Linked DNA regions of Zea mays: region 2 is linked to region 1. The links are chromatin contacts, called in public Hi-C maps. All regions are on one chromosome and are shown on one strand. Each heading gives the region's core, a stretch centred on a gene start, on an enhancer-like site or on the middle of the called end of the contact. The rest is flanking DNA. Distances are from core to core; before and after follow the strand shown.

What was found. A called contact is a pair of places that touch in the nucleus more often than the background predicts.
Region 2: a contact with region 1 is called in a Hi-C map of leaf mesophyll, with 2.1 times the contacts expected there. The contact joins the promoter of LOC100286130 here to the promoter of LOC100279001 in region 1. A contact is called at or near these places in 15 of 25 Hi-C or Micro-C datasets (bundle sheath, ear, endosperm and 5 more) and 1 of 3 datasets of contacts at active chromatin or transcription factors (leaf).

The regions. Positions count from the first base shown.
Region 1 is chr6:121,032,195-121,035,067 of Zm-B73-REFERENCE-NAM-5.0, forward strand. It overlaps LOC100279001, which reads right to left and starts at 1,271. Exons shown (of 9, transcript NM_001152077.3): 1 at 1,149-1,271; 2 at 854-1,075; 3 at 719-772; 4 at 470-538; 5 at 245-382; 6 at 79-132. The coding sequence starts at 1,199.
Region 2 is chr6:121,213,359-121,216,064 of Zm-B73-REFERENCE-NAM-5.0, forward strand. It overlaps LOC100286130 (DNA-binding protein), which reads left to right and starts at 1,254. Exons shown (of 2, transcript NM_001159018.2): 1 at 1,254-1,496; 2 at 1,598-2,706. The coding sequence starts at 1,425.

The sequences.
Region 1 (2,873 bases), core at 21-2,520:
TAAACAAAAAGGTAGATATAATGATTTAAGCATAATATTGATCCTTGCGGGAGATGAAGTATGAAGTGGTGTGTTTACCCTCATTTGTTTCATGCCCTTGATTTCATCAGGACCATATTGTTGACTATAGGCCTGTGTGAATTTCCATAGAAAAATGTAGAGGCAATTATGATATGTAAGGATACAAATCTGGTTACAGGGTGAAGACATATACCTCTCCTGAACAATTTAAAGTATCTCTTACCTTTCTCTGTTCAATACTGTGTCTACAACAGTATGCTTTATGTTGTAACATATTACCCAATCTTTTTGTATTCATGTAAAGACCAGCATCTCTAGCACATGAAGGATGAAAAGTAATTTGACAATCTAATGTACAGCACTGCATGGTTGAAAAAGAGAAGTTTAGCAAGGTATGATTCATTTGTCTACATTTATTGGTTGAAGGTATAAAGTTTAAAAAGCAAACCTTCAAGCATGCACCAACACAGCGGTGGCATATAGAGCATGTATCTTTATCCTTGTGATGAAGCCTCTCCTTAGGTTTGATAGAACAGCCAGAACAAAAGAATAATATAATTCAGTCATATTGTATTCAAGCTGGCTTCTGGTGATTTGATCACATAACCACGCATTATAATGAAAAAGAAATATGATAGAAGATATATATATTTGCCAGCACAGAAATATTAAGAGCATAGCTAGAACAAGATAGTACCATTCCGTCGACTGGATTATGTTGCCCTCTTCTGAATGTTGTCTCCAACAGCCACTAAGGAAAGTTGGGGTAACTTAAAATGTACATAAGCTAAGCAAAACAGCAATATGGAAAGAGAAAACTAGAAATCATTACCTCAGCACAGAAAGCATGAACCCATTGACCCTTCACAGTCTTTCTAAAAGCACCAGATGTTCCATGGCATAAACCACATTGCACCAAACAAGCTTTCGGACCATTTTGGTCTGATTGTTCACCAGAGGTAACAGAATCTGAGGGCATCTCATGGCAAAGTTCACATTTCCATGGGCCAGTGGGATACACCAGACTCTGGTAGCAATCTAAGTGTACAGTAGCCTGCTGATCAAACCAGTTAATAGTTGATGGAGTGCAATTTATTTGGGACAAAAAAACAGTAACTGCAAATCACCTTACAGCTCGAGCAAACAAAAATACGGTTCAATATTGTATCACATCGCATGCATATATCACAGGGAAGAGCACTTTTCTTGGAGAACTTCGCCAGATTGAAAATGCCAAAGTTAGTTTCGTCTGAGACATCACTGTTGGAAAATGATAAATCCTTTGCTTGTGGTGAAGAAGATAGTTGGCCAATTCTTGAGGATCCAGTAATGCTTCTTGGCATGTTCTGGAAACAAACAGAAATCAATAAAAAACGATAATGCCTGACAACAACTGAACAAGCAAAGCACACGGATAACCTCTCGTTTAGCAGGTGTCACATTGTTTTCTGTCTCTTTCCTCACTGTTGTGTTTCGTGAGGTCGGTGTAACAGAAGGTGCAGTTGCAGCCAGAATAGCTAGAGCTTCCTTGTGTCTCCTCTCTGAGTTTCCGCGCTTCTTAGCTTCTCTCAGATCACGAAGAAACTGATTCACAATGATATGATCCCATTTTCTTTTATTGAAAGAATCCAACTCATAAGAAATATTCTGGACAACCTTGAGTATCAAATCTTCTGCAAGATACAAGACGGACTGAAATATCGATTCAGAAAGCTGAAGAAATATAAACACATCTAAGCAGTTCAATTTAGGACTGTGTAGACTAAATATTAATATAGTGCAGCAGCAGCAGGGGAATTAATAATGCTGACAACAACCAAAATCTTCTTGTACGGCTGCATAAGGAATAATAATGTACATGACAAAAAACTTACCATATCTCTGCTTCATAGAAACAACACCATCAAGTAGCCTGGATTGTAAATAAACTATTTCCCCTTCTATTTCGTCATCAGGTGAAAGCTTGAGAGTATCTGATGATTGTGCTTTACAGACTTCCATGGCAGTTTTGCCTGTTAATTGCACAAGTTTTGTTGATGAACCACCAAAGTCCTCGTCATGAAGAGACCAAGATAACTCTTCTACTCAATGTGGGAGAAAATAAAGTATTTTTCAGATGTGAAAAAAGAAACTGGCAATGGATTCTGTTTAATTTACAGGAAGGAGTCAGCAAAAAAATTACCATGATAACCATTTTTCTGTATAGTTTGCTCCAAACTATTACTCCACAAACCTTGCAACCTTTTCTCAATGATAGGATGAATATAGCAACAGTAACCATCCATGCTACATGGGGGAAAAGCAGGATTAAGTTAGTTATCCATTCAAATGAAATACTGCCTGTAATAATGTGCGAGAAGGTCCTGGGGGCAGCGCCCTCGAAGGATGCATCGTGGGTCCCTCTGATCCGCCAAGCCCATCGCCCCCATAGGATGCCCCCATCGCCCACCGCCTATCAACTCGCACATCATCGACAACGGCTTCAACAACACCGGTTTCTTCATCTTCTTCAACGGTGCAACTGGTGTGGCCTACAGCGTACTCGGAAAGCCTGGCGTGGCCACGCCTCTTCGTCTGCACGTCCATATATGTCGGCTCATCGTCGCCACCACGCACGCCATTGGCCTGATCAACCGATCGCAGACAAACCGCCCTCCCGAGACGTATGTCGTCCATCGCGTGATGTTTCACCAAGCAAGAGGGTTGCCTTTGCGTCACCTCCTCGGCCAGCAGCGTTGTCGTCTGTCGTCGTCCTCACCGTTGCATATGTACGTTGTCGATTTATCGGTGTGCGTCTCTCACACATGGTCTTCTCCGGTTGTTCGAGTTCTTCGCCACCATAAAGCACCGCC
Region 2 (2,706 bases), core at 4-2,503, 180 kb after region 1:
AAAGTGATGTTATCTATACTTGACTGAGCATGGAACCTTATGTAAAATTTTAGACTACACTACTTACAACAAAGAAATGAGCGAGGGCCTGTGCCCTCACTAGGTCCGCCCCTACAATACATTTATCCTTACCGTTCATCACATGAGCTACTAACCATAATATCAACTGCGCTATCAATCGTGGTCAGCTCTTCTGTGCATAGCCTTTATCAGCAACCTACACCTATATCATCGCTCCATCAACTTTTATTTTAGAAATTTTTATTTAAAACGAAACATGACATTTTGTTTAGGAAAAAAAAATCACCTGACCACGTGATGAAGAAAAAAACTACAGAAGTCAAAAAAAGAATGAAAAAAAATGAAAAAGTTACATAGTTCTTAAAAAATGATACTCCCCTGTTTCTTTTTAGTTGTCGTTGGATAGTTCAATTTTGTACTATCCAGCGACAACTAAAACGAAACGGAGGGAGTACAATACTCCTCCCCAACATCGTCCACATTTTCTTCCTAATCTATTTTTCATCTAAATTTAATTGCTCGATCAATTTGTTTACGACCAACGCGTGGGGTTTTTTAAGGCTATCTCTAGCAGGCCCCTATCCCATCCCATATCTCTGTGGTATTTTAGTGCCAGTTTGTTTGACTGTTGAGAAACCAGCCAACAAGATGCACCTTCTTTTGGAAGAAAGCAATGTGTCAGTGGTCGCACACTATATAAAATCTCGATAGAATGCACTCCATCATTACGGTTCGTCACACCGACCATAACATCAACTCCGCTATCGAACATCGTCCGCTCTCAATAAGAAATCTGAAACCCTAACTGATTCCGCGCACACGCGGATGGTCCTGGCCGCTACGGTGGACAGTCCGACCTTAGAGCCGTCCGCACTCAATTTTGGTGCTCAACACTTTATATAAACTATAAATTTTTATAATAGCATAAATAGAAAATACTCTAACTTATATCGTTTACGCTTTCCTAACAATTCTGATTCAGTTTGGAGCCATCCGTATTCCCCACAAACAGACTATCTCCAGCAGAATATTATATTTTATCTTATATCTTATTCCTTATTTTAAATTTATCATATACATATATTTTTCAGTCTAATGAGTCTCACCTTCACCTCACCTCACCTCACCTCACCTCATGCACAGGCCAAGCGGGCGCGCGAGGCTCGCGGGAAACGCAAACGCCAGGCTACGGGCACCGATTTGCACGTGCTGCATCCAACGAACCTGGTTTGATGCCCTTGTCGGCATCGGGGGGCTTCGCCTACCCGCATCACCCACCCTCTCCCCGCTTCCCTATCCCTCACGCAGTCAGGAGATCCCCAATTCCCCATTCACCAATCCCCAGTATTGTAGTAGGGGGAAAAACGAGAGAAAAGAAACAGCAGTAGCGGAGGCAAGACGAAATGGTGGCCGCCGTCGCGTCGCCTTCGTCGGCGGCACCCTCCGCCGGCCGTCCCCATCCGACATACAAGGAGGTAATATAGCCGCTCCCCGTCTCCCTCCTCGGTTCGTTGGAGTGAATATTGAATCTTGCTGCTGCATCTCGATCGATGATTTGGGTTGGATGCGCCCGCAGATGATCATGCAGGCGCTGACGGAGCTGCGGGACCCGAGCGGGTCGAGCCGCAGCGCCATCGCCACCTACATCGCCGACCACTTCTCCGGCCTCCACTCGCGCCACGATGCCCTCCTCTCCGTCCATCTCCGCAGCCTCAAGTCCCATGGCCAACTTCGCCTCGTCTCTGGCAACTACTTCGTCTCCACCGCCGCTCAGCGGCAGGGGCGAGGCTCCAACATCCCGCCCAACCCCAACCCTGCTCCGGGGCAGAAGCGTGGTCGGGGGCGGCCTCGCAAGTACGCAGATTCAGCCCCTTCCGCTTCGATCCCGGCGTTTCAGGACGCCAAGCGAGGGCGTGGACGCCCACGCAAACGCAAGAGCGCCCAGGACCCGGTGGCTTCCTCCCCCTCCCCTTCGCCGCTACAGGGAGCAAGTGTTCCGCCGCCTCCATCTGGGGTCAAGAGGGGGCGTGGACGCCCTCGGAAGGACGCCCTTGTCCCTCCGCCTTCCTCTTCTTCGCCACTGCTGGGAGGGATTGATCCACCGCCTCCATCTGGGATCAAGACGGGCCGTGCACGTCCTCGGAAGGCCCTTGTCCCTGTGCGTTCCTCCTTTTCCGAGCTGCTGGGAGCTGTTGTTCTACCACCTCCGTCTGGGGTCAAGCGTGGCCGCGGACGCCCGCGCAAGAGTGCCTACCCCGCTGTGGCGCCGTTGGTGGGAGCTGAGAAGGGACCTGCTGGTGGACAACCACAGAGGAATACCACTCCTCTCTCACCGACACCTGCTACCATGTCCCACAGTGGTAAGAGTGAGACTGTCCGGCTGCCCAAGGTTGCTGTTGATATCAGTGCTTTGCGTGGTTCCTCCATGAACATATCTGCTTCTAGTAACAGTTTGGTTGGTGCGAAGCGGGGAAGAGGGCGCCCACCTAAGGTTGTGGTTGCTGGGAAAGAGAAGATGCAACCTGAATCTGTGCAGTCCGTGGATGCTTCATTGACTAAGAGAGGGCGTGGGAGGCCCAGAAAGGAGAAGGCATTGGAAAGTGGCCGCATGAAAGCCTCGCAGATGACTGAGGGTCAACGTGAAGCTCTGACTGCAGACCAAGCTGGGGCTGTCCAAAATGAAGT